Linked DNA regions of Mus musculus: regions 2, 3, 4, 5 and 6 are each linked to region 1. Evidence: chromatin contacts called from public ChIA-PET, HiChIP or PLAC-seq, Micro-C and promoter capture Hi-C data. All regions are on one chromosome and are shown on one strand. The core of a region is the stretch at or near the end of the contact, and the rest is flanking DNA. Distances in the headings are between cores, read along the strand shown.

Region 1 (4,804 bases), core at 1,575-4,074:
CACTATTTAGTAATATGACATAGTTTACCAAAAGCAAGCAAATTTAACATTAATAATATTGCTTAGGAATCTAACTTTAAAAAATATCCTAATATAATTTGATTACAGGACAAAAATTTGGCCCTATGTCATTTAAAATAAGACCTTATTTTAATATAGAATTATCATTTTAAATTAATATCCACAAAATTACTTATTTCCTACAGTGTAAAACCCATTTTTTAAAATAAATACAACTTATTAATTATTGTTTGACTCAATTCTACTTTTTATGCACATAGATTAAACAATACTTTTATCCATTTTAGAGCCTAGGATTTAATAACACTAATGATCTGAAGATATATTAAATGTCTGCATATATAAAAGGAACACCCGTGAACCACAAAGCTTTCTTCAAGCACTTTTCTAAATACAGTCATGACACAATCCATCATGCTCAAGACAATTTTCAATCTTAACATTCACAAAAAGAGCAACTTTAAGTCCATGCTAAAATTCTTTAAAACATCCAAGCAATCTTCAGAACAACTCTCCAAGTTTGAGGCGCTAGTAGTTTATAATTGTAACCGGACAGTGTAAAAAAATGGTGTGGCAGGCACTAAAATGCTTTATAGACTTTTCTACTAAAATATGTCAGTGCTCTGAAATAGAAATTTCTGATTTTCAACATCGTCTTACCTGACCCGCTGAACTGACTACTTCCCAGTGTTGTTGGTCTCGTTTTCCCACTATTAACAGGTGGAGAAAACATCTGCAAAATAACCCAAATGTACCTATTAATCTTAAAATTCTTCTATATTCCTTGCAAAGAAAAGTTCACCAAGTGTCATCAATTAGGTTCCTAATTTTCATAGAGAATTTGAAATAAAAATGGAAGACCCATTCAGACCAAGGCTGGCAATAACAAGTGATATTATTTACTAATATTGCTTGAGAGAACCGGTGACATTTGCTATGAAAACCCAGCCACAGGCAAGATTACAAGATAATTAAGTTTAAACAGTAAATTTTTACCCATGATCTTCACTTTGGCCCTAAGTGATTCTCATTACATTAACATTACTTAATAAGCACTTGCAATCAGAATCATGTCCGATGAAATTACCACATACAGGAAAGATAATAACAGTTCTAATACAGCAGGTATTGGCCCTGCCTTCTAGGAGCAGTTAACGTTGAAATTCAATCCATTAGTAAGAAATAAGGGCAATGGGCTCTATAGCTTCACCTTTTATTTTTAAATCATTTTCCATATTACATATGCAGACGGCATATGTATACTTAAAGCAGTCAGCTCACAAGGCTGGGAATTCTAGCGCTGGGGTTGGCTTTTTTGAAGCTGGCATCTCTCAGGTACCACAGGCTAAATGAAGTCGTGGGGAGGGAAATGCTGAGAAGTCTTCAGGAAAAAAAATATTTTTTTTCTTTCATATAAAGTCTAAAATCTCTAATAATTATCAGAAGGGAGTGACTCAACCAGAGCTCATGATTACATTGTTCTTCTTTTAACTAGTTAAATCAAATGACCCCTCTGGCATTAAAGTTTGAAATCTGCAAGTCTAGACATTACATCAAAGTTCAGGTGTCCAACTTGGGGGAGCTGGACTCCAGCCCTGAGAACTAGCGCTGAAAAGCAGATGGAGTTGCCCGCTGCCATGTCGCTTTCCCCCCTTTTCTCTCTTGCTCCCGATCTCGGGAAACCTCAGCAGAACCCCAAGATGCGGAGGAAAGCTCTCATACCGCACTGAAGTCCAGCAGGTCGCTCAGCTCCTTGTCGGTCCCTATCGCGGCCATGCGCTGCTGCTGGGGATTCATCTTCAGCCACTTCTAGCAGGTCCTAAGGCAGAGAAGACAGGCTGAGCCGCGGACACCCGGACGCTCGACGTGAGAAGGAGAGAGAGGGAGAGAGAGAGAGAGAGAGAGAGAGAGAGAGAGAGAGAGAGAGAGAGAGAGAGAGAGAGAGAGGCAGCGCTCGGGGTGGGGGGCGCCGAGCGACACGCCAGATCCCCACGCATACCCGAAGGACAGTGACGGAAGCCGCTCCGACACGGGAGCCCACGCGTGGCTCCGTGGCTCCCGCAAGTTTCCAAGGTGGCTCGGCTTCGGGGTGCCCCCGGGGAGGAGTACGGAGCGAGCCCGCGCCCAGCGAGGGAGCGAGAAAGCGGCGGCGACCCGGAGACCAAGTGACTCACTCGCTCAGCAACAATAGAGCTGACAAGTTGCGGGGAGCGCGCCGCTCGCAGGCCCGCGTCTGCGGCCCGGACGTCCCCAGCGGGGGTCCCCGGCTTGGTTGAGAGCGCCCCACGCGCGTCCGCGCCCCGCAAACTCCCGCCCGGCCTCCACCTCCCACTTGGGCCGCCCTGCCCCGGACTCGCGGAACAATGAGGCGGGCTCGGCGGCTCCCCGGCCCCGAGCGCCGAGCCCCGAGCGCCGCGCAGGCCGAGCGCCGCTGCCCGGGCCTGGACCCCGCAGCTCGCGCCTCCGCCCCGCCGCGCGCCGCAACTTGGACGCGGCCCCGGGCTCCGCGCCGTACAAAGGGACCTGAGTTCCGCACGTCCCGCCCGCCGCCCGCGGTTACCTGCCGCCCGGGCTCCGCATCCAACCTTCCCGATTAAAGTTCACTTTGGCCGGGAGCGCGGGCTCAGGCTTTCCCCCTCCCCACGCGCCGCCGGCGGCTGCGTTGCCTCGGGCCCCCGCGAGTGCTTGAGTCGGCGCGACTCGGGCGGCTCTCGGGCTTAGCCGCCCGTGGCTCCCCGGGCGGGCTGGCTGTCCCCCCGATAGAACTTGTGGGTCTCCTCAGGCGGACATTTTTTTTTTTTTCCGCTGAGGCGGCCTCAGCACCGAGCTCCGCTCGCCTCCGGATCCCTCCGCGCCTCAAGCGCGTCGGCTTAACCCCTCGCTGCCCGGCGCGCTCCCGCCTCCCGCGCCGAGGAAGTGGGACCGCGGAGGGGGCGGGGAGGCACGGGGCGGGGCGGAGCGGCGGACGGACAAAGCCCACGGCGGGCGGCGGCCGTCTCCTCAAGCTCACTGCGCCCCGAAGTGCCGCGACGGGGACGCAGCTGGGCAGCATCTGGATCTGCCACCCGCAGCCATTCCGGAGCTCAGCCACGCCGGACGCGGGAGGCGAGGCCGGCTGTGGAGCCGCAGCTGTGGTGGGCGGACTCTGTGGGAAAAGCGCAAAGCCCCTCACGCCGCGCTCATCAGCTTGCTCACCTGAGCGTGCCGTCCCACCTGAGCCCCGCGCTGCAACACCAAGTTCTGGGAAAGGATTGCGCCTGGCCTTTGCTGTAACCAGAGAGACAGCCCCAGGAAGTTAAGTCTTGATGAGCAAGTTCCGAACTTGGCCTGAAGAAGCCCCAAAGAAAAAGGGGAAAAATTCGGCCTTGGAAGTTAAGGTTTACTTGAGGGGAAGCTAAGGTGATTGTGTTGAGGTCTGCGAGCACAGAGAAGACCAGCCAGGCCCAAGCAGAAGAAACACTCGAGACAAGCATCCAAAGAAACGAATTGAAGACAGTGGCCAACTCTTGAGTATCCTGACTGTAAGAAGGAGCCGTTGGCCTCAGAAGTTCATATAAAGAAGATAGTTAAATGTGCCATTGCTGTACTTACTGCAACCAGAGCTGTCCAACCAGAGAAGCAAATTAAGGTTTATATGTGGGACCTCCGTATAGACCATTCCAGAACTAATGGTAGCCTACTCACCCCCAAAGCCAGTCCCACTTAGGTACATACATGCTTTGGCAACTTGTGGAGTGTGTCTCCATCCTAAACAAAGTAGCATGATTTCACCTAAAAAATGATAACGATCCCGTTTCCAACTAAGACTAGCGGATGGTTAACCCACATACAAATAGGCAATTTGCTGAAGTCTTTGAGAACATTTTTGCAAATGCTATAAAAAAAAAAAATGAATGTCATCTTCCAAACTCAAGATCTAGCCAGAGTAAATCAAACAGACAAGAAGAAAGTCTTCGCAAGGAGAGATCTGATCTTTGATGATGTTTCCAATATAAATCAAACAGTTCTGAGCCAAGTCTAGCATCATTGATTAAATGAACAGGGTTTGGTTATCCGTAATTTGGTGTATACAAAAGTGAGGCAAAAAGCAGTCACAGAACAACCAGGAAATTTGATTAGGTAACTGGTAAAGCCATATTTCTGTGGTACAATCTCTAGGGAAGATGCTGAGGTTTGGTCTTCTGCTATGCATTGTAATACTAACTACTGGCCTGGTTGCCCCCAGGGATGAGAGAATCTGCACTTAGGTAACCTTGTCCCCAAGTTATCCCTGATTGGTGAATAAAGATACCCACTGCCTATGAGCAGAAGAGAGATAGGCAGAGTTTTGGTTCTTGGGCTTGGGGTTCCCAGTCAGGAACCAGGAGGAGAGGGTAGTAGGTAGAGAGAAGAGAGCACACCATGGGGTAGGTGAATCATGAAAACATGGCCATGAGAGCTGGCCACTTGGAGTTAAGGACAGCCAGATGAAATGTGGCAAGTTACAACTCGGGGTTATTGATAGGGAAGTAGACATAATAGCTTAGAAGGTAGATATCTGACCAGATCTAGTACATTAAAGGGTCATTATAAATATAAAAGTTGTGTGTCTTTTGTCTGAGAATTGAATGATCAAAAGCAGAGTAGAAACCCCTGATTGAGATAAATAATTACTACAAGAAGAAGGGGTGGCATGAAACCATGCGAGATGTATGCTGTTTCCAAGGCAAAGGAGAGGCAGCTTATACTGCTCACACAGCTATTTTAGAGGACATCAGAGGATTCACTTTGAAAGTCTGACTGG
Region 2 (4,509 bases), core at 411-2,910, 340 kb before region 1:
ATTAGTGGCCACGTTGCAGCAACCACCAGGAGACTTGTGAGAGCATACTTGGAATACCAGAGAGCGTTAACTTAGAGATGACTGTTAACCCAGGGACAACCGTCTTGTCCTAAAACACGTGTGACAAAACGTCCCATAAAACATATGTGACAGAAAACCACCGGATTCAAACAGATGTTCAGCCTTCCCATTGTCCTATCAATCTTAGGTCACCTGACAGGCGATTGAGCTGAGCTCTGCCTTGGTACTGGAAACGCTAACCCCCTAACTCAGGTGTTATTTATTCTATCAAGGAACATACACATGGCTGCTCCTGAGGACGCGAGCACACATCAAAAATAACTAACTCACAAATGAAACCCTTCAGGGTCTCTCCACTCCCAGGAAAATCCCCACGTTTATGTAACACAAGTGCTTTTGTGTCTGTACACACGTGCCTGTGTAAGGAGGAGGTCTACAAAAGCTCACCAAATCCTAAGTGTTCTCTTCATCTGAGACACTTTTCCGAATCACTTGGTTTTCCCTGACAGGACTATATAACCTTGACTCTGGCAATGACTTCAGAATTTAATGCCCACACTCCAACCTCCTAAATAGAAAGTGCCCCCGGAAATATTTACTGTAAATAGAATTAGGAACAAAGAGAACTTTTATTTTTTAAATGGCACCACCTGCGGTCTAAGGTTAGCAGGCTGCGTCCACAGGCTCCCCTGGTGGAGAGGTGGGTCAGGAGCCTGAGCGCTCTGCTCTTCCAAACTTGGCTGCACCCAGAACCACCCGGGGTCGCTTTTTAAAAGTTCCCACCGCCGACTACCCCCAGACCCCTGGAGTAGAGATGTACCCAGGGTGGGGGTGGGGGGCGCGAGGAAGGTGAGAATCTTTTCATTGGTTTTGATTTAAATCTCACCAGGTGTGTAGCCCACTCTGCAAGCCAAGTCCTCTTTAAAAGAACTCCTACAGTATTTTGAGCAGGGTACTCGGCGTTGGAAGGGTTCTTGGGGTAAAAGGGCACGCACACAGTAAATATACAAAGTTCTTAAAAAAAAAAAAAAAAGTCTCTGTAAGTCCAACACCACAGCCAGGCACCTACCTTGAAGCCAAACGGTGATGCAACTTGGAAAAGTCCCTCAGAAAGCGAAAAAAGTGCTCTCGTGGTTTAAGGGCTTTCGGGGTGACCTGCCTGGACAGTGCAGTGGCACGCGGGGCCAGGACAGCGGAGCGGCCACCAGCCTGTTCTAAGGAATGGCTTAAAGAGCACTGAGATCAAACACTGCAGGGAAGGGTTGGGAGTGCGGTGCTCCGTGGGGCTCGCCCGCAGCTGTCACTAGAGCCCTGTACAGGCTCGCCACCAACTGTCCGACTCGTCTGCAGTACTGGGCTCAGCGTAGGAGGCAGGAGCGCACCTCCAGCCCCGGGACTGCAGCCGCGGCGCCCGGATCCCACGACCGACGCTGAGGCTGAGCACTGCGCAAAGCTGCAGGAGCTCGAGCCTGTCGAGTTCCCGGGCACCGTCTGGGCTCCGGGGTCCCGCGCACACCCTCCGGGCTCCCGCTCGGAGCTCACTTACCGCCTCTGCCTCCAGGGTCCCGCTCCGGCAGCTGCCCGCAGAGCCGGGCCGGAGAGCAGCGGCCGCCGCGTCGCCAGGAGGCCGCGCCAGCCCCGCCCCGCCCTGCAGTCGCCCGCCCTCCCGGGAGGAGGAGCAGGCGGGTCTGCGTCCGGACCCTCCCAGCGACCCAGGACCCGGCGGACCGAGGACTGCGGCCCCTCGCGGACAGTCCCGGGCGATCCCTGAAACCCTGCCCCATCTGCGCCCTGAGACCTCCCTGCGCCCATACCAGCACCCCGTTCCCACCCGCAGCCACTCTCTTCTCTCTCTCAGCACCCCCTTACAACCCCTCCTCCAGGAAACTTTCCCTATTCCGCAATCCCACCCCAGATCTCAGTTTCCCCCCATTCTTCCACTCAGCCTTGTTCTGTCACCTAGAAGCAAATCACAAAAGGCACGAAGTGACAAAGTGACGTCTATAAGCTAAAGCTGGGCCTAGCTCTGAGGTCACCTGGCTCCTGGTAGCAGCACAGACATTAGAGACAAACTCTCAGGCCCTAGTTTAGTTAGTTTTCCAGGGAAGGTGGCATTACATTGCCAACTGGGAAGGCCAGGGTGTCATTTCCAAGTTCAGTTTCCTCCATTGTAAAGTGAGCGAGGCACTCACTCAACGGCTTGTTATTCCTGAAGAAAGGACTGCAGAAATGGCATGTGTCTTACAGTATTTTAATAAGTAAATGTTTACTGACAAACATGTTGAATAAAATCAACACTCAAAAATTCAGTCACTCAAAACAGTAACGTGAAAAGATTTCAAAAAGTAATAGTGATTATTTTGTAGGAAAACTGCAACAGCAATAGAAGAAAAGTTGCACAGTGATGAAACGTGCTTGTATTTATTTACAGAGCTGGAGAAATGGCTCAGAAGTTAAGATCTGTTTCTGTTCTATAAGATCTGGTTCAATTCCCAGCACCATCAAGACAGCTCCCAAAACCTTTGTTAACTTCAGTGCCAGGAGGATCTAGTGCCATCTTCTGGCCTCCTCGGGTACTGCATATATGTGGCGCACAGGTATACATGCAGGCAAAACTTGAAAAAAAAATATTTTCAAGTGATCTTTAAAAAGAAGACAAAGGAGGAAGCTATTCTCCCTGGACCCCTTTGGAAACAGTGGGTCTACCAGGCATGCTCCACGCCTAGTCAGCCGAGTATAGTTATGAATGCAACCTTTGTCCCTCCTCCCAACAAAAAGAAAGTAGTAAGCCTACTTAAAACATTGCACGTTTTTGTGAAACTTGATTGCTTAGTTCTCAAGTCTGGGCTTTGTAGATGATAAAACTGCATGAACAGTGTTCTCAACGGGACTGCTTGCCAGTGCAAAGACATCTGGGTTTTGGGTATATCTGGAATTAGGCAAACTGTAAGGGAGGCTGTGCTGGACGATAGAAAGGGTGTCATATAACACAGGCGCAGACACATGTTAACCATGCCTTAGACACCTCAAAATGCCTGCAGTGGAACCTGCACCTAAATGGCTCTGAACACCGGGATTGGCAGAACCGTACAAACCAGGAGGAGGCTTACAAGAGGAATCCGTGTGGGGAGGGACGGTCCCAGAGAGCGTCTAAAACTGGTAACCAGATGTGTTTCCAGAAACAGAAATAGGACCACAGGGAAAGAGGTATGTTTTTTAAAGATGTATTTATTTCATGTCTACATGTGTGCCTGGGTGTATATGTGTGCACCATGCATGTGCAGTGTTCACAGAGACCAGAGAAGATGTGGGACCTGCTGGAGCTACAGGAGGTTGAGCATCTGATGTGGGAGCTTGGGATCTGAACCTCTATTCATCAAGTGATATACTTATTTGTTTGTTTGTTTACTTATTTATTTACTTAACTATTTGGGGTTTTTATTTGGTTTTTCAAGACAGGGTTTCTCTGTGTCCTGTGTCTCTGTGCCCTGGCTGTCAAGAATTCTCTCTGTAGACCAGGCTGGCCTTGAACTCAGAGTGATCTTCCTGCCTCTGCCTCCCAAGTGCTGGGATTAAAGGCATGTGCCACCACTGCCCGGCTGCCACTGAGGTTTTATAGAACTGTGGGATAACTGTGAACAGCGGGCTGGTAGCTGGGCTGGTGGTAGAGAAACAACGTATGAGCAAAACCAGGTACTGGGAAATGAGTGTGTCGAGCCCTCACTCAGGGGCAGGAAATAGACAGCTCACCCGAGGGAGAAGTGGAAGGGTGTGGGGGCGGTGTCTGTGGCGGGGAGGGTAGGGACTCCTCCCTCGAGGAGGAAACTGAACCACCTGCCACCCGTCTATTCCCACTCAGACCCTTGAGAGCGTTTGCAGAAAGTACATGCTCAGCAAACATTTGCTGACCATAGAAACACCATTTACCCAGCATGCCTGACCCCTTCTTTCCCAACAGGTAGTCTAATGATTAAAATATATAAAAATATGGGGAGTAGATGGGGAAGCGAGGCGAGGAGCAGAATCTGCCTGGGCTAGGCCGCTGTCCCTGTCTCTGCTGTCACTACAGATATTCAAGCCCCACCAGCCTGAAGGGAGAGCAAGCCTGTGCTGTCAAAGCCTCTGAGATTCTGAGCCGCGCCTTTCCGGTATCTTTTCCTCGGTGGGAGACTCACAGGCTTGACCCTGAGATAGAATCTGAGAGGATTTTTTTTTTTTCTGGTAGAGGATAAGGGGGTTGTTTTGTCAGTGACAGCAATTTGCCTAAAGAAAAAAAAAAAAAATCAGGAAGAAAGGTAGGAAAAAAAATCATCTCTTTCCTCCTCCAAATTTTGTGAATTGTGTAGTGCCAAAATGTTCAGGCAACACGGGAGGCAGGAGCAATGTTGCCCAGTGGAAGGGGCAGAGAAAGGAGACTGCAGGGTGATGCTCATCCGGGGCCTTCACTTGGGAGACTTAGTGAATGAGGCTAGCAGAGAGCATTGTGGG
Region 3 (4,333 bases), core at 990-3,489, 270 kb after region 1:
GGCTGGCGTCAGGTATCAAAGTGCTTTCCCACTACTCTGGGCTGTTACAGCTTTTGCTGTTAGAGAGTTTATTTTCATTTACTATGATCATGATTATAATTAGGTATAAAGTAGTATAATCGAAGGAGTAGTGCTTTGCATTGAGTTTCTTAAAACATTAAGCTGGGCCAAGAGTGGTGACACACACCTTTAATTCCAGCCACTCCAGGGGCAAAGGCAAACAGATCTCTACCAGGTCAAAGTCCAGCCTTGTCTACACAGCAAGTTCAAGGCCATCCAGGGCTACAGAATGAGACTGAGTTTCAAAAAATTAAAAAGAAAAAGAAAGAAAGAGAGACAGAGAGAGAGAGAGAGAGAAAAGGGAAGGGAAGAAGGGAAGGGAAGGGAAGGGAAGGGAAGGGAAGGGAAGGGAAGGGAAGGGAAAGGGAAAGGGAAAGGGAAAGGGAAAGGGAAAGGGAAAGGGAAAGGGAAGGGAAGGGAAAGGAAAGGAAAGGAAAGGAAAGGAAAGGAAAGGAAAGGAAAGGAAGACAAGCTAAGCTGAGAAATTCCTCATTGTCTCATAAGATTTGAGCAGAAGATAAATTGAGGCACACTCATTTATCAACAGTTAGAATTAATATCCAAACAGAAGATAAATGGAGTAGAAGGCAGCCCATCAATAAGGTCCCACAAATATGGGAGTTTAGTATAGGACAAGTATGGGTTAATAAAGAAAAGACAGAGTCTCCAGGAAGTCGTATTCAGGCAACCTATGCCTTAGCCAACTGTACGTGTAGTAAAACTTCAGATGATAATGACTGTAATTACAGGAAGAAACAGGTCATTCATTTCAAGCCATCTGTGAGTAAAGATGGCCTTCATAGGCTATGAAACCAGAGCTTTACCCAAGAGAGATGAATTCAAGAGTAAGAGACAGCTAAAAGAGCCCTGTGAGAACATCCGATGCTCCGGTTTCTCTTCGGATTGTATAACTTTCCTCTCTCACTAAAAACTTCCGTCTTGAGTTTTAATTCGTGTTCTTCAATCTTTGCAATAGCATGGCTAGTAGCACTGGAGAGACAATTCACCCAAGTCACCCTGGTAGCCGATACTCCAGCCCCAAAGATGTCTAACTAACACCGATGGCTTCCAAGGGCTACAGACAAACGCATGTACATAATTAAAAGGAAAGTAAATCTCGGGGCTGAGGTGATGGTTCCGTGGTTAAGAGCACTGGCTGCTCTTCTGGAGGACTTGTGTTCAGCACTCACACGGTGGGGTGGCTCCCAACTATTTGTAACTCGAGTTCTAGAGGATCCTATGCCCTCTTCTGGCCTGTGTAAATGCCTGCATACCCAGGGTGTGCAAGCATTCACTCAGGCACAAACACATAAGTCTTAAAGAAGGAAATATGGGAAGTAACAGATATTTTAAATGTAAAAATGGCATGAATAAAATAAACATTTCTTCAATATGTAGTTTAAAGTATAAAATTTTTTAAACGACTTTTTAATATTTTTTTGGTAACCCATAAGCTTAATAAAGATTTACTTAATAGTAATGATTGTTGGTGGGATTTAGACACCAGTGTCTTTATCCCATTAAGTGCTAATCTGAGTTCAACAAAGTTTCAGAATATCAACAAATTAGCTATTACTATACTCCAAAAAAGGACATACAAACACCAAATTTTAAAAATAAAGTTTTATTTACAAATACACTTAGGTAGAATCCCAACAAGGCATATATAGGACTTAGGGGCTGAAAACTAGGAAGTGCAGACACACCAAGAGTCAGGCTGCAGGTCCTGACTTGAAGCGGTAACCCAGTCCATCCATCCTCCTTGGATTTGTACGCAGGTATACCTGGTTCTTATCAACAGTTCAGCAAGATGTGTTTTAGAAGCAGGTTAGATTCTTCAGAAATTATTAGGGAAAGAGAAGCTGAACTAGTGAAAACAATCAAGACTTCATGACATCAGAAAGGAGAGCCAGATATATTCACAGAAATATATTCATCGAGGTGCTGACTAACGTGCAAAGCCAATCTCAATGAACGTGATGTTGTCCCTTTCAATAGCGATGGAACGAATGGGCACCCAAGGTGTAAGCAATGAGTCTCAGCCTCAGATTCACAATTTAATGCAAATTAAGTCAGAATGGATACACCGCTAAAAGTTTACAGTCTCCGGCGCAGCTCATGAAGCCACAGCCCTATCATATCCATCTAAAGAACCGCTTCATCCAGGAGGCACGCGCGTGGATGACAAGAAGCACATGGCACTGGGCTCAGCACCACCCATCGCTAGTGAACTGTAAATTCCAACCACAATAAAGCATCCCAGCTAAAAATGCAGTGGCAACCAGAACCTGAGTCCTCCTGCTCCGAGTGGGAAGTAGTGCGGTGGGAGGTATCAGGGCAGACCCCTCTGGAAAACGGCTTGGCAGTGTCTCGATAAAAGGAACATGCCTAAAGCCTCAACTCGGTGATTGTAGTCCTGGTCATTTACCCCAGAGTAATGAAGAATTGTGTTCCTTCTGTGTTCATATCACAACCTCACTGCTGTCTATGAATAAACGGCAGAGCCTTGCCAGAGAGTCCCAGCGTTACCGCTGCGATCTATGAATGAGCACGAGGGCTTGGTGGAGACTCCCAGGCTTGCTGACCTCAGCATCAGTGAAGTCCAAAGGGCTGGGACATCAGTAAGAACGTCCTCGCCAACTTCCTGGGGCCAACTGGGAATAACACTGAGGGTTACACAGCTACTTGACCTAACCTGTGTGATGTCTGTCCACGTGACCTTTCGTAACGGTATGATTATGCAGCAGCCTTTTCCAACGAAGTTCCAATATGATATAAGAAAAATGACCAAGCTACACAGTTCTCTTCTGTCAGTTTGCATAAGGCTAAATAGTTGTCTTTGCCAGGAATTAATATTCAGGATGAGAATGAACTGCTTTCATTGGGAAAGAGAAGGATGGGGCTTCTCTGGCTCGCTTCCTTCTCTGCGGATCTTGTCTTACTTTATTTTGCTCTGGTATTGTTTATTTTGAACCACACATTAAACTCAAACAAATGGTAAAATAGATTATTTGTATTTAAACTATCCCTAAAACAGAATGTCAGTCTATAGGAAAGATTAAACTCAGGGCTGATGACTTAGCTCAGTACCTAGTGTTTGTGTAGTCTGTAGGTTCAATCCAAGCATCAAACAGGAAGTGCAGGACTACACCTGCCATCTCAGCGCGGGGGAAGGCGAGTCAGGAGGATCAAAGCTTAAGCTCACCTCCTTCTAGGCCAGCCCCCATCCGCGGCCCAGGGTTGGTTGGTTTCTTTCTGTTGATGCTGTTTCAGGTTTTCTTTTCTCAAGCAGTTATGGTTGACATCGTAATAAAGAAATGTTACCCCCACCACCACCACTCCCGAAGAACCTTAATTTTCCTTCTTCTCTGAAAGAACCCTAGGGAATCTAATAAAAGCAAAATAAAAATATGAGCAAGAAGCATGGTTAGCAAGGCTATAGTATCAAGATCTAACAATTTTTCCATATGGGCTGCATGTATGAGAGGCACACGTGTGTGCCCAGCAAGCCCGAGCAGGTCAGAGGGCAACATGGGAGGAACTGGTTCCTTCTTCTCACCACGTGGGTCTCATGGCTCAAATTCAAGTCTTCAGACTCTGTGGCACAAGCTTCAGCCAACCCAGACATCTCTCTGCCCCTACTTTTATTTTTTTAACCTATTAATTTATTTTCCCAATGTAACAATTTAATAATGCAATTTAAAAAATTCTTTTCAAAAAAAATTCTTTCCATTCACAATAGCATTTAAAGACTAAAATTCTTAGGAATCATGAAGAGTGAGATCTTCATGTTGAAAACTTTAAACCCCTGTCAGGGAAAATTAGCGAGTTATACCAATGGAGCCCTAACCCACACTATGAATGGGAGGCGTTAGTTGTGTTCAGATGGCAATACTCCCCAAATTAAAAACAAGAGTCAACAAAGTTCCCGTAAAGATTCCAGCAGAATATTTTGTAGTCATTGGCAAACTGATTTTAAAATTTAGAAGAAAATGAAAAGCACTTAAAATAGCAAACAAGCCTGTAAACAAAAAAATAAGTAAATTAAAAATACAATGTTACAAAGAAGAGCAAAGCAGAGGCCTCATACTACCTGATATTTTGACTTACTACAAAAGTTCAGAAATCAATGCAATGGAGAATTGGTATAGATGATATTGAGACCAGTGTAAAGGAAGAGACAGCTCAGAAATAGACGTGAGTATCTCTCATTGGTTATTTTTGAGCACCATTATAAAACAATTCTCTGGGCAAAGGTGGTCCTCCTTCATTA
Region 4 (4,476 bases), core at 79-2,578, 380 kb after region 1:
CCAGCCTGGTCTACAGAGTGAGTTCCAGGACAGCCAGGGCTACACAGAGAGACCCTGTCTGGAAAAACCAAAAAAAAAAAAAAAAAAAAGGGTAAATAAAATGGCAAATAAAGCAGACATAATCTCTGCCCTAGTGGAGTTCAGAGTCCAGGAGAGGCGGCAGAATATAGAAAAGTAAACTATTGCTGGGTATGGTGGTGCATGCCTTTAATGCCAACACTCTAGAGGCTGAGCAGATAGGAGCTCTGTGAGGTCCAGGACAGCCACAGCTGTGTCGTGACCCTGTCTCGGGGAGAAAAAAAAGCCATCATGTGAGTTTATTTTAACAAAATATGCTAATTGCAAAAAAAATTATTAAACAACTAGGGCCCTGATCAGCACTGTCAGAGGCCCCTCTGAGTTTTACAGTCCGAAGGCAAGTGTGATTCCCTCGAAAAGAGAGGAAAGAAAGACCCACGTCCCTTGTGACCGAAGAGTTCCACACTATGTAAGAGCCGACACGCAGGTTAAATGAAAGTGCCAGAGTTGCCAAAACTTTGCAGGGGCAATGACAACAACTAAATGCAGTTCCAAGCAGTGCAATGAAACGAAAATGAAAAGATCGTTCTGGCCTCTGCAAGAAACTTGGGGAAGGGCAGTGGGGGTAGGCAGACATCGTGAAGCCTGTGTTTTCAAGAGCTTTGTAATTGTCAGAGAACAAGACAAGGAAGGGATATCATTCTTCTACACACACACACACACACACACACACACACACACACACACACACACACACACAGGACCCCACTATAGACAGGAGCTTTTCATTTGGAAAACAAGCCTCCAAGAAATTTGTGCAAAGTAAACTCTAGTACTTTGAGAATCCTCAAAATCTGGGGATTTCCCTCTCGGCGGCAATTCCTGTGCTCCAAGCCACTTCCATGTGAACCCTCCTGCCTTCCAACACGGTTGTGGACTACAGTTTTGCCCCTACAAATATTTTCTCAGGCTACTACTGTGAAAGAGCCAAGGCTAAGGGGTAATGAGGAGAAAGAGAGGGTCCCTATATGCAGCCAACCTGCAGGAAAGGCACCCCAGTAACCGCCCTGGAAATATGAGGGATGCTCACTTGTACTCTTGTTCCCGGGCGAGGAGGTCCCGTCCAGCTGCAAGCTGCCCGCGCGACTGGGTACCTGCAGAACCGCGTCTCTGCAGACAGAGTTGCAGAGCTCAAGTTCAAGAGAGTCCGGTGTCCGTCCGTCCCGCCCGCCAGCCCGCAGCCCAACCACTGGTCAGTAGTCTGGGGTTGAACTCACCGGCACTCTAACACTTCGCCCCGCCATCTTTACCAACCCCGGGGCGATGCGGTTGCCGTGGTGACCGTACATCTTCCCGCGAGAGTTCTCAGGTCTCGGGCAGCCTCCCGCCAAAGGGCAGCCTCTTCTGTCTCCACCTCGAACAGCTTTTGCATAGGCTTTGACCAGCAGCTCCTGGGTTCCCTTCACCCATTGAGACTAGCGCTTTAATCCACAAACCTGCGAGTCCTCTGCCTGGAGATGGAAGGGTTTCAGAGCCCACCACGCAGACAACACGCAAGTATAAGCCCCTTTCTGGGAGTGTTTCTCCAGCCCAGTAGGCCAATCCCACTCACAGTAGTTTTTGCTAAAATGGATTTTTCAGTGCCGTTCTATACTTCTGATTGTGAATATTTACTCACGCCACGGCTAAGAGCTCAGGCAGTCAATTTTGGCGCATGTTTGAGTCCAGACATACCATTCACAGATATAAACCACTTCCTCTGCAAGGCAGGACTAAGAATAGCATCAACAGCACCTAGTAACTGAGATGTAAATGATCTCATGCTTAAGACCCAGGGCAACACAGGGCAGCATCTGATTGTTTGGGGATGAAACTGAGAGTCTAGAAATAAGCCTTCCCATTTAAAGGACGCCAAGGTCATTCAAGAGGAATAGAGGGTTCTGCACCAATGGGAGGCAATTGCATGTCCCCACATAAAAGAACAAAGTACGGTTGATATTTCACACCAGATTCAAAAAGGAATTCCACATCATAGCTAAATGAAAACCTATCCATAAGCACCATGTGTGTGAACTGTCTGAATTCGGAGATTTTTTTTTTTTTTTTTTTTGCTATGCCCCCAGAAAAATAAGCAACTGTCTGAACAACATATAAAGAACGATTAGAATAAAAAAAGAAAAACACTAAGGAGCCGGGCATGGTTGTGCATGCCTTTAATCCCAGCACTCAGGGAGGCAGAGGCAGGCAGATTTCTTAGTTCCAGGCCAGCCTGGTCTACAAAGTGAGTTCCAGGACAGCCAGGGCTACACAGAGAAAGCCTGTCTTGAAAAACAAAAAACAAAACAAAACAAAAAAACCACTAAGGGGCCTTTTATAGGCATTTATCCAAAGACAATACACAGATAACTAAAACATATAAAAAGATGCTCAGTAGTGTGGGTCTTCAGATAGATGAAACCCAAAACCAGTGTAAGATACCCTCTCCTACGCACTAAGGTCACTGTAACTAAAAGGAGACAGGAACAAATGAGGGACTATGTGGAGATATTTGAGCCTTGTGCTGTCAGTGATCATGTAGTAGCTATGTAGATAATCTATTAATTCTTTTATTAATAGATTGGTATTGGTGGCACATCCCCCTAAATTTATTAAAAATCAGTGAATAGTACACTTTATGTGCAGTGAATGGTAAATATGTGAATAAATCAAAATGTTAAAGCATTTTTAAATGAGTTATTTTTAAAGTTAGAGGCTAGAGAAAGGCAGGCCATGCTTAACACTAACCAAAATTAAGCTACAGTATCCAATTCACTTTAAACAAGATGATTTCAGAAAAATTATTAAGAACAAAGAGGAACATTATATAGGGAGGAAAACCTTAATTCTTCAAGGAGAATTAGATTAGAATGCTAATCCTTAGCATTCATTTGCCTAATGCAGAATTGTCAAGCTGTAGTCAGTAAGACTACAAACCGCAAGGGGAAGCTGTCATACCAGTACTGCAGATGGCAACTCCAACATGCCTCTTACAGTAAGGGGCAGGTCACGTGACAGAACACCAGTACAGACACAGGGATCCTAAACAGCACCAGCAACCATCTTTTAAGTCTATCAGCACTTATAAAAAACTCATGCAAAGTCAGCAGAACATTCCCTCTTCACAAAGCCATTGGGATGAGGGAGGCTCTTCTTTAAAAGTAGAAAAATTCTGGGCTGCTTTAACAAGTATTACTAATTGGCGGCTGAAGACAACACAAATGTCTCATAGTCCTAGGGGTGAGATGTAAGCGAAATCCTGGTCTTGGCAGGGACATGTCCTTTTCGAAGCCTGTAAGCAGCGAGGAACATTACTGGCCTCTTTCTAGTTTCTACCTGTGACTCTCACTGATTTGGCTCCCTTGGCTTGATCTCTCCACACACTCTCTCTTCTGCTGGAGACCCAGGCCCCAAATCCCAGTGGAGTTTGTTTTTAGAAAACTAGGGCAGTTGTGCAGCTGCTTGCATTCATGACCTTCTAACCATTTTCATGCCTGGTAGGTTAATCGGCTCTCTCTCCCCCATTTCCCTCCATGTTGGGCATGTTTTTACATGTTTCCATGTGTGTGTGCATGCACATGTGGGTGTCTATGCACATGGGTGCACATGTTTATAGAGGCCCAAGGCTGTCCTGAATCATACACTTTCATCTCATTCACTGAGGCAGGGACTCTCAATCAAATCCAGAGCTTGCTGGTACAATCTTGCTGGCCAGCTTGCTCTGGGGGATAATTGTCCATGAGACTGGAATTACAGGCAGGCTGCCACACCTCCCCAGCATTCACGTGGGTTCTGAGGGTCTGAACTTTGGTCCTCAAGCTTCTAGAAAGTGCTTTAACCATTTAACTATCTCCCCAGTCCCTTGGGGCCCTCTAGAGAAGCAGTATAATGGAAAAGTAGGTAGGAAGACAGACAGACAGACATGAAATTGGCCTAATCAGGTTCTGTATGGTCCCATGGTGACTATCTATAGGCCAAAGAGCTAGAGGTGCTTAGTCTCAGAAGCTAGAAGCCTCAGAAAAAAGAAACCACTGAAACTCTGGAGATGCTGGTGTGAGTTCAAGTTCAAAGGTACACTAGTGATGGCAGCAACCAAGTCCAGGTTCATTCAGGAGAAATCAAGCTTGCACTCATTCACTGGCCATTCCCTACTTCCAGATGAAGTAGGAAGTACCATCCTCAGGTGGGATTTTGACCCTCCAGTTGCTGACTTATTTACCAGATGTCTTTGGATACACCCTCATGGCCGCAACAAAAACTACCTGATCCTGCCCAGAAAATATTTTCCTTCTTCATAGAAACTTTTTTTAATTTATTTTTTATTTATTTTATGGGTATGCATATTTTGCCTGGATGGATGGATGGATGGATGGATGGATGGATTTTGTGCAGTACCTAAAGAAGCCAGAAGAGGACATTTGG
Region 5 (4,710 bases), core at 1,022-3,521, 330 kb after region 1:
ATCACAGCAACAGAGACCAAACTTGGATTATACAGAACTTCAAAAATCAATAGCATATATACAAAACCTGATTTAAAAATAGGCAATGGAGCTGGGCATGGTGGCACACACCTTTAATCCCAGCACTCAGGAGGCAGAGGGAGGCGGATTTCTGAGTTAGAGGCCAGCCTAGTCTACAAAGTGAGTTCCAGGACAGCCAGAGCTATACAGAGAAACCCTGTCTCGAAAAACAAAACAAAACAAAAAATGGCAATGGGCCTAAGCAGTCACTTCTAACAACAATAAATAATAAAAGATAATATGAATAAAATGAAAAACAAACAATAAAAGAGGCCACCGTTAAAATGTATCCCTTTCAACATCACTAATGAATAATGATCCAGGACACAAAAGCCAAACCTGCAATGAGTAGATATCACTTCACCCCAGCAAGAATAGTTTTCAAAAATATTAAAAATAAAAAACATTGTTGGGAGTACTGAGAAAAGGGAACACATGTATGCTGTTGGTGGAATGTGAATAAGTGTGGCCATTATAGAATACTAGACTAAGGTCCCCCAGAGTTAAAATAGAACTACTGCCTCCTCCCCCCCCACCGTAATCTATATATCCACAGGATATGGAATCCGCATGCGGAAGGCCTCTGAATGCACACGTTAGTTGCAGCTCCATTTACAGTAGTCAAGTCCTGGTTATATCCTGTGTCCATCAGTGAATAAATGGACAGAAGAATAAGATTCAACCACAGGGAAAAACAAAGTCTTACCATTTCTGACAGTGTGGATGGAACTGGAGAGATCAGCTGAAATAATAATGGTGCTACAGATATTGCTCTGCCAGAGTGGGGCTGGGGAGATGGCTCAACGGTTTGGAGCGCCGCCTATTCCTGCAGATTACCCGGAGTTTGGGAACCAGCACCCACATGACAGCTCCAGTAACCTACCTCCAGGAATTTCTAACTCCAGTTCTAGGGGAGCTGATAACATCTTCTGGTCTTTGTGGGCATCAGGCACATAATGGCGCATAGACACTTTATTTACGTAAAGTTAAATCTCAAAAAGTTCTTAAGAAAAAAAGATAAAGTATGATTGTGAAAACACGTAGAGTCTTTAACAATGTTGATTTCACAGAAACTGTAAGCAGATTGGTGATGACAGGGGCTAGGGCAGGGGGAAATGGCGAAGGGCTAGACTGCAGTTAGCAAAATATAGTCAGAAGTACAGGGGTGCACAGCCAGGTGGGGGTGTAGGATGGTAATATGCTGTACATTACAAAAAAAAACCACACAGAGGAAAAGATTGTTTAACCCTAAAGAAATATTTTGATGTTTACTGATTTAAATATTATACAATGCACCAGGATGTTCCATGATATTCCACAAGACACAATTTTTGGTTTTAATGTATTAGCTAAAATTTAAAGTTACACAAACCACATTCTTAGTAGAGTTCCAAGGGATTGTTAGCTGCATCCTAAGTCCAAGAATGCTTTGCATTATATGCTTTGCCCCACAGTCAGTTTCATATATGATTTATTTTTGGTTTTTTGTTTTTTTTGAGACAGAGTTTCTCTGTATAGACCTGGCTGTCCTGGCTCTGTAGACCAGGCTGGCCTCGATCTCAGAAATCTGCCTGCCAAGTGCTGGGATTAAAGGCGTGCGGTGACTATTATCATTATTGTTACTAATGAATATGGGGGGGGGGGTCTAGACCACAGTGGGTGGTGCCATCCCTCGGCACGTGGTCCTGGCCTTAGAGAGCACTGGGATTGCAAGTATGCATCCACACCTGTTCCGTTCCGTTTTCACGTGCTCTCCAGTCTCACACTCCGCTAGCGATCCAGTGGCTTCTGTTCCAGGTAAGTAAATAGGTCTCGTCCGTGTCTCTAAGTTCTCAAAATATTTCATCTCTAAAATGAGTGTATCAGGGATGGAGCAATGGCTCGGTAGGGGGCCCTGCTGCTCTTTTGGAGGGCCCAGCACCCACGTTAGGCAACTTGCTACCGACTGAGGATGGTAGAGGGGCACCATCCCTCAGTCCACTGCAGTGACAAGTCCGAGCTTATTGGGGTTCCTTGGGGCTTTAGCTGGGCTCCAGACCGCAGAGATTAGCTCCCTTCGGATGTAAACGGCTCCCGCTAGGGCAAAGCGTCCGAACTTCGCGCTTTTGGCTTGGTCCTATGGAAGGAGCGCTCCTGCCTGGCAACGAAGACTCTCCGTGCTGATTGGATATTGTGCCAGCCAATGGGAGGCCGCGTCCCTCTTGGGCGGGCGGTGCATTTTTGGCGGTTGCCGGGACACAGCTTAAACTTAACCCAGCGTGCACAGGTATCCGCTGCCGTGGCTGCTGCTCCGGAAGACGCGTTTGCAACTGAGGCAGAGACCCATCCTGCCGGAGGAGGAGGTTTAAAGCCAACCGAGATGGTAAGCAGCTCGGAGGCCGGGGGAAGGGTCGGTCAGGGACTTTCAAACTGTTTATTTGTAGTCTTGAGCTCTCTGAAATACAATTTGAAGTGCGTAATCCGAGAGGTCAGTGAGAAACTTCGATTTGCTTACTAGAAGGTTCTGGGTTTTTTTTTTTTTTTTTTTCCAGGAACACTCCAGGCATTTCTGCACCTTTCCCCCTCTCATCGAAATAGATACATCTTTAAATCTGCTCTGTTGTGGGTGGGGGGAAAGGCAACTCTCTGGTGGTAAAGCTGCAGCTGGAGAGCATCCGCATCGCACTCACTGACGCTGTTGAATTTTAATTTAACTTTTCCTGCTTCCACTACAAAACAGGGACTATTAGTAGTACTCAATCAGTACGCCGTTAAGTTTACATTATCATATTTAAATATTAATTAGTATATCCTGAATTAAAGCCAAAGACCTTTTATACTGTTACCTATTTTATAGTGTTTATTATAGGGATTTTCAGCAGTATCTTTTTGAAAGAAGAATATTGAATTCTGTGTATTTCCCTTTCCCCCTCGCACTTGTAGGCGACCAAAAAGAGAGCTTTGAGCTTTAGTGAAAAGCATCAGAAGTTAGTAGATGAAAAATTCCGCAAATCATTGAACATACAAGTCATGAATAAGTTAGAGAGGCAAGCCAAGAACCAAGTGGTGCAAAATGAAAACGACGAGAAGGTGGAACGCCAGAGGTTCCTCAGAGTGCTGCAGAATGAGCAGTTTGAGCTCGACATGGAAGAAGCCATCCAAAAAGTAAGTTGCAATGTCCTTGTTAGTTTTCTTTCCTTGGAAAAGGTGAAAGATGGCTGTCAGCCCTGCCTGGAGTTGAGGAAATACAGAGAGCTGGGAACTGACTGAATCCTTTGGAGTCCTGGTTATTTTAGCTGAAGAACGTGGTGTCAGTTGGTCAGTTTGCATGCTTTTAACAACGAGCAAATCGAAAGACTTTAGAATAGCATTTGGCAAGAATATCCATTTTTGTTTTTAAACATAAGCATGAAATCCGTAATTGTTAACATCACAGTTTTGTTTATGTGAGTGCAACCGTGTTGCCTTCTCTACATTTCTAATAAGAAATTTAAGAAATTCCTTCCTTTCTAAAAATTCATGACGTTAAACATAGACACTATTAAAGTGGTAGGAGATGGACATATGTGTGAGATGTACACTTACTCATATTTTTAATTTTTGAAGAATTCAGTTATTGAATGCGTGTGTTTACATCCTGCTCTGCTGGCTAAATCTATCATGAGTATTTCTAAATATTTTTTAGGAGATTGCAGTAGAAGAGGAAACAGACAGGAAGTGAGACAAGTGAATTTTCTCCTAAGTGTGAAAAGAACGTCCCCTGTTTTGTTGTGTTTTGAGCACTAGCGTGCGGTTATGTCCAGGATTTTGAGGGTGGATCTGGAAATAGCAAAAGAAAGGCTTAAAAGTGTGTCGGCTTCCTTCTGTCCTAAGTTCCAGTAGCATAGACCTGACCCTTTAATTCTGAACAGGAAAACCCTGGCCTCCCATCTTTTTATTCTTATTATGTCTTTAAGGAAACTCCCATATACCCTAACTCTGCCTAGCAACCATTGGTCTATCTGATGAAGTGGGGATGTTTTCTTTCGAGTGTTGTTCTGATGTCATCTTCTCATGATAGATGCCTCTAAGCAAAATTCTGTACTATGCTGAAATCTGTCCTTAGCGTTGGCTTCTTTTAATCAGGACCAGGCAAGGTTCATACAGCGTATATAGTTTTTATGGCCAATGTTTTGTTAATATGAACTTCATCGATGCATCCTTTATTAACTTCCTGTGTTTAACCTAATGAAGATATCAGGCCTGTTATCTTCTAGATGCGTGTGGTTTTATATCTGTCTGGTTTCTTTGGTGTGTGCCTTTATCTTTCCCATAGTCTCAAAAGGCAGTTAGCCAGGAAGACTTGATTAGATTGCAGTTCATCTTATACTGGGGAGGAAATAGTGACTTTTTTAATGAACTTGTTTCTGCATATGTTGGGATTATTTTAAAGTTTTGTCCTCTTTGATTTTTTATTTTCTCTTTAAAAATATGTCTTTTTTTTTTTTTAAATATCTTTATGGGGCGGGAGCAATGGCTCATCAGTTAATAGCACTTGTTACTTTTGCAGAGGACCCAGGTACAGTTCTCAGCACCCACGGGGCTGTCTGTAACTCTCTTTCCAGGGGTTACCACACCCTCTTCTGGTCTCTGTGGGCACTAGGCACACACATGGTGCATATACACAAATGC
Region 6 (4,841 bases), core at 2,194-4,693, 350 kb after region 1:
TCCACACACACTTCTTAAAAGAGGAAACCAGGCATCTTGTGTTCAGGTTTATCTCTAAAGACATGTGAGGGATGGAAGAAGATAATCCACAGAAATAGTAGCCAAAAGAAATCAGCCTCTTTCCATTGCATGACTGTACAGTTGTTCCTCAGTCAGACTTAGGAAGAGGCAAGATGATTACATAATGGCAAAAGGGTCTGTTCTCCAATCTGTGATAATTACATGTGTATCAAACATCAGCATGACTAAACCTAAGAAGCAAAAATGAAAAGATTCAAAGGGAGATCACTACAATAAATGCAGAAAGTTCGGTATCTTACTTTCAATCATGCATGGTCACCAGACAGATCAATAAGGAAACGGGGGACTGCAGATAAGTTGGAACTAAGAAAGATATTCCTCCCAACAATAAGGGAATATAGTTTTCTCAAATGCAACCAGGTCATTTTCCATAGTAAATCATGGTAGATCATAATTTTTAACAAGTTTAGGGAGACTGGAACCATGCAGTGTCTTCTGTAACCATAAATTGAAGCTAGAAATTAAATATGTGTAAACTAAGCACACACTGAGGCAGCTTTCTGGCCTATAGTAAAATGCCCGAGACAACCTGCCGGAGGCTTGCTTTGCTCAGCCTCAGCAGTTTCTGCCCACGTTCCCTGGGCCCAGTGCCTTAGGCCTGAGGAGCAGTCTGTCATCGTGAAAGCACACAGCAGAGGACATTGGGCTTTAAAGAAGCCAGGAAGCAAAGGGAAGAAAAGGGCTCAGTTCCCAATATTTCCTTCAAGGCCACACCCCTCAATGGCCTAATGTCTTTCCACCAGGGCCCATCTTCTAAAAGTTTTACCACTGCCCAGTAATGCAGACACAGGGATCAAGCAAGCCTTCAATGTAAGCTTGTTGGGGACACCAAGGACCAAAACCTCAAACTACCAATTTTCAAAAAATTTTACAAAATTACTCAAGCACCAGCACCTACAGGAGAGAATAGGACACTCACGGGCGGGATACTCACACGGTGACACAACGAAGATCAGATGAGCTCAAACCAGCCCAACCTTTCCTAAGAGCAAGGAGACCCCTGAAGCTAGCAGGAATGTAAATGGTAAATTTGAGAGCATATATAAGTGAATTAATAGATCAAAGAAACAAAGTTTGCTCTGTGGACTATCAACAAACCTTTAGGTGCAGTGGCAAAAAAAAAAAAAAAAAAAGGAGGACTGAAGTACATGAAACCAGGAATCACAGAGTGGCCATTTCAGCTGGTTTCACAGCAATAAAAAGGACTGTATGACAAAAAGCCCTCAGCTCACACACACAGGTGGTGAGGACTGAAAGCTTCAGTGTTGGTCAGCATTGAGGCAAAGGCAGCAGCTTCTATCACTTCTGCTGAATGTAGCACTAGAAGACATCACCCAAGCAACTGGGACAGAACAAATGACATCCACAATGGAGAGGAAGACAACTCCTCATAGAGGACAAGACTGCAGCTGTGGAAATCCCTAAGGATTTCTAAGAAAATCATGATGACCAAGAAATGGATTCAGCAAACCTGTAGGCTACAAAAGCAACAGACAAAAGGGTTCCTTTCACAGACTAATATTGGGCAGCTCAAAACAAATCAAATATTTATATATTAGAATAATTGGAAGTGTATCATTGGCAATAAACACTGGCGCACACACACGCGCATGCGCACACACACACAGGCTGCGGGGTTTCCTCGTACCATTTTTCAAGAGACTATCTTTTCCTGATTGCTTGACACCTGTATATGTGAGGGTTTATGAGAGGTCCATGCCATTTACCTATATTTAATTTTCTCTTGTCTTCTTGTGTTTATTTTTCTATGTTTTTAGTGTTGTTCCTATGTTTGAATGTTTTGTCTCCATGGAGTCTGTGCACTGCAGACATGCTGGGTGCCAAAAGGTCAGAAGAAGGTGTCAGTCCCCCTGGAACTTGAGTTATAGCTGGCTAGAAGCTGCTGGAAACTGAACTTGAGTCCTCTGCAAAAATAGTATATACTCCAGATACATGCGTGTGCATGTGTGTGTGTGTGTGTGCGCGCGCACGCTGAATGGAATAAACACTTTGATTAAAAAGGCTGAAGGTATAAAACTCTTAATGACACTGGATTTAGATGACACCAAAAGAAAATAAATTGGACTTTATCCCACAAAGGCCACAGGGGACACAATAAACAGTGAAAAGGCAGGCAGTCTGCTGACTGTGAGAAAATATTTACAAGCCACATAGGCACAGGCTTAATGTCCTGAATATACAATAAAATGTAAAAATTAACAAAGGACTTGACCAGATGCTTCTTTAAAGATGAACAAATAGTTACTAAATACAAGATGCTGAACACATTACTTATAATTAAGGATGTGGGAATTAAAACCTCAATGAAGCAATCAAAACCCACTAGGATGACTGGTATCAATAAAAATCAAAATGACTCATGTTGATGATATGGGGACACTTGGCCATTTCTACAAGTGGAAATGTGAAATGGCACAGATGCTACTGAAACCAAATGATCCTCACCTCTGATCAGGTCTAGGCACTCCAGATAGCACCCAAGAGCACACAACCCAAGTGCCCACCGAGAGAAGAAAAACAAAGAGCAGGTCCGAGTTTTATTGAGCCTTCCAAAGAAGTTAAAGTTGAAAAGATGGAACAACCCCGAGAACACTGTTTTAAACAAAACAAACAAACAAACAAACAAAGCTAATCAAAAAGAAAACTATGTGATTTTACTCAGCAATGAGGCACGTACAGACGTCAGATTCACAGGATCAGAAACTGAATAGTGGCTGCAGGGGCCTGGGAGCCTGGGGCTACTGCGTTCCCACTTTTCCATAATGAGAAGCACAAAGGCAGACTGCAAAACCATAATAAAGATTTTACACTTAAAAATGTGTAAAAAGAGTGTAAATTCTATGTATAGTTAACCATAATAAAAAATAATGCAATAATGAGGAGGGTATGATAGCTGCTGAAAGTTTTGTAGGTTATCTGTGAAATTCTGTGTTATCTGAATACAGATAATGGTAAGTTAAAGATTCGTAACAAATACTGACATGCACAAAAAAAAGTGCAAATGAGCCAGGAAGGAATTCTGTGGTAACAGACAGGCCGTCCATATAAGAAATAATATTAAGAGAGCTGAGTCATAAAAGCCAACCTCAGCTCTGTAATCTACAAGTCATAGAGCAGTGAACAGGGAAAGGACAGGAGACATGGCAGAGGTGACATCAGCTGAGCAGAGTTCAAGCTGCTGGAACATCAAGGCTTCACAGAGCACAGGCTACATCTGGGAAGAAAACAGTTATTTTCAAAGTGGCCAATTCACCAAGAAGACACCAATGTTCTCTCTAGTGGCAGCCCTGACAAACAGGATGTAGATGCAGATAAGGCTGAAGAGGAAGCTAACATAGCCACAGTTTCCTTTATATTCCTCCTTTACTCACGGATGTAAATACACAGAAAGTTGTGATGGTGCCACACACAGCAACTGTCACGCAACTTTACGTGGCTGACATCGGAGGACTACTCCATCCAGCAAAGGCAGAAAGCACATGAAACTAACATTTACCAACTTAAGCCATATTATGGATCATAAAACAAGCCTGCACAAATCTATAAAGACCATGTGCTCTATCCATGATGAGATTAACCTGAAATCTCCGAGAAAGGTATCTGGAGGGGGAGGGAGATCCCCTCAGATGTGGAAACAGAGTGGCAAACTTCTTTGTTTTTTTTTTTTTTTTTGACTTTCAGATATTCGTCTTTCATTTTTTTCTTTTTTTTTTCCATTTTTTATTAGGTATTTAGCTCATTTACATTTCCAATGCTATACCAAAAGTCCCCCATACCCACCCACCCCCACTCCCCTACACACCCACTCCCCCTTTTTGGCCCTGTCGTTCCCCTGTACTGGGGCATACAAAGTTTACGTGTCCAATGGGCCTCTCTTTCCAGTGATGGCCGATTAGGCCATCTTTTGATACATATGCAGCTAGAGTCAAGAGCTCCGGGGTACTGGTTAGTTCATAATGTTGTTCCACCTATAGGGTTGCAGATCCCTTTAGCTCCTTGGGTTCTGAGTGGCAAACTTCTAAGTAATGTTTGTGTTCAAGGAGAAAACAGAAGGAAAATCAGTGTTTTAAATAGCATAATGAAAAATTTTAAAATAATCCAATTTGTGGGAAGTAGCCAACAGAATACACGCAATAAAGTTTCCAGGTAAGTTCTTCCAGTAGACAGAAGGAAAAGCTTCAGTGCAGTTTCCATGTCCATGTGGAAAAATTAACAAAAGAAAAAAATTGAAAAAAGAAGTTGGCCAGGCAATGGTGGCACACGTCTTTAGTCCCAGCACTTGGGAGGCAGAGGCAGGCAGATTTCTGAGTTCGAGGCCAGCCTGGTCTACAGAGTGAGTTCCTGGACAGCAGGGCTACACAGAGAAACCCTGTCTCAAAAAGAAAAAAGAAATTGAACCCAACATAGAGAATGAAGGAAAAAAAGGCAGATTGGGTATCGCTTATATACTTTAAATAACTACAGAAAATGGAGCTGGAGAGATGGCTCAAAGGTTGAGATCTCTTGCACAGGATCTGGGTTCAGTACGCAGAATTCATATGTGGGCTCACAACCACCTGCAGTCTAGGTGCAAGATATCTGACACCCTTTCCTGACCTCCGTGGACACCTGTACACACATGGTATTTACATATACTCAAGCATACATAAAATAAGTAATTTTTCTTACAGATCTAGCCATCTGATACCTGAAAGGGCAGAAATATCTAGAATCTATAAATAATGCAAAAAACTTACAGT

The links. Promoter capture Hi-C pulls out the DNA fragments that hold promoters and counts their contacts. Hi-C and Micro-C count contacts between places; a contact is called where the count stands out from the background. ChIA-PET counts read pairs in DNA pulled down with a chosen protein or histone mark. HiChIP or PLAC-seq counts read pairs in DNA pulled down with a chosen protein or histone mark.
Region 2: a Micro-C map of embryonic stem cells shows a contact between it and region 1, with 1.7 times the contacts expected there. The contact joins the promoter of Cgnl1 here to the promoter of Tcf12 in region 1. A contact is called at or near these places in 1 of 39 promoter capture datasets (liver), 2 of 484 Hi-C or Micro-C datasets (both in embryonic stem cells), 2 of 115 datasets of contacts at active chromatin or transcription factors (cardiomyocytes and pancreatic cancer cells) and 1 of 9 other capture datasets (adipose tissue).
Region 3: a contact with region 1 is called in an H3K4me3 HiChIP or PLAC-seq map of the SCID.adh cell line, with 17 read pairs. The contact joins the enhancer-like site here to the promoter of Tcf12 in region 1. A contact is called at or near these places in 12 of 39 promoter capture datasets (the C10 cell line, the HPC-7 cell line, Sertoli cells and 8 more), 1 of 484 Hi-C or Micro-C datasets (cerebellar granule neurons) and 18 of 115 datasets of contacts at active chromatin or transcription factors (the 230-238 cell line, the NIH/3T3 cell line, the SCID.adh cell line and 13 more).
Region 4: a contact with region 1 is called in an RNA polymerase II ChIA-PET map of memory CD8 T cells, with 17 read pairs. The contact joins the promoter of Tex9 here to the promoter of Tcf12 in region 1. A contact is called at or near these places in 1 of 115 datasets of contacts at active chromatin or transcription factors (memory CD8 T cells) and 1 of 9 other capture datasets (adipose tissue).
Region 5: a promoter capture Hi-C map of hematopoietic stem and progenitor cells shows a contact between it and region 1, with 2.6 times the contacts expected there. The contact joins the promoter of Mns1 here to the promoter of Tcf12 in region 1. A contact is called at or near these places in 16 of 39 promoter capture datasets (the 3T3-L1 cell line, 3T3-L1-derived adipocytes, the C10 cell line and 11 more), 1 of 484 Hi-C or Micro-C datasets (CD8 T cells), 11 of 115 datasets of contacts at active chromatin or transcription factors (the NIH/3T3 cell line, bone marrow-derived macrophages, cardiomyocytes and 8 more) and 1 of 9 other capture datasets (embryonic stem cells).
Region 6: an RNA polymerase II ChIA-PET map of memory CD8 T cells shows a contact between it and region 1, with 54 read pairs. The contact joins the enhancer-like site here to the promoter of Tcf12 in region 1. A contact is called at or near these places in 1 of 39 promoter capture datasets (cranial neural crest), 2 of 115 datasets of contacts at active chromatin or transcription factors (effector CD8 T cells and memory CD8 T cells) and 1 of 9 other capture datasets (liver).

Annotation. Positions count from the first base shown.
Region 1 is chr9:72,108,995-72,113,798 of GRCm38.p6, forward strand. Tcf12 (transcription factor 12) reads right to left here and starts at 2,825. Exons shown (of 21, transcript NM_011544.3): 1 at 2,582-2,825; 2 at 1,744-1,840; 3 at 682-754. The coding sequence starts at 1,818.
Region 2 is chr9:71,769,942-71,774,450 of GRCm38.p6, forward strand. Cgnl1 (cingulin-like 1) reads right to left here and starts at 1,661. Exons shown (of 19, transcript NM_026599.5): 1 at 1,568-1,661.
Region 3 is chr9:72,382,717-72,387,049 of GRCm38.p6, forward strand. No RefSeq gene overlaps it. Among named protein-coding and RNA genes, the nearest start is that of Gm27230, 5.5 kb to the right of the region's middle. Within about 2 kb of position 2,240, at least 8 of the 459 cell types and tissues checked have an H3K27ac peak or open chromatin away from gene starts, as enhancers often do. A contact at or near this core is called in the SCID.adh cell line and double positive thymocytes, where this site is marked.
Region 4 is chr9:72,490,631-72,495,106 of GRCm38.p6, forward strand. It overlaps Tex9 (testis expressed gene 9), which reads right to left and starts at 1,329. Exons shown (of 12, transcript NM_009359.4): 1 at 1,296-1,329; 2 at 1,109-1,188. The coding sequence starts at 1,322. The region is part of intron 1 of Gm33004 (a long non-coding RNA gene); the gene reads left to right.
Region 5 is chr9:72,436,258-72,440,967 of GRCm38.p6, forward strand. It overlaps Mns1 (meiosis-specific nuclear structural protein 1), which reads left to right and starts at 2,272. Exons shown (of 10, transcript NM_008613.3): 1 at 2,272-2,422; 2 at 2,983-3,204. The coding sequence starts at 2,420.
Region 6 is chr9:72,462,573-72,467,413 of GRCm38.p6, forward strand. The region is part of intron 10 of Tex9 (testis expressed gene 9); the gene reads right to left. Among named protein-coding and RNA genes, the nearest start is that of Gm33004, 24 kb to the right of the region's middle. Within about 2 kb of position 3,444, at least 95 of the 459 cell types and tissues checked have an H3K27ac peak or open chromatin away from gene starts, as enhancers often do. A contact at or near this core is called in effector CD8 T cells and memory CD8 T cells, where this site is marked.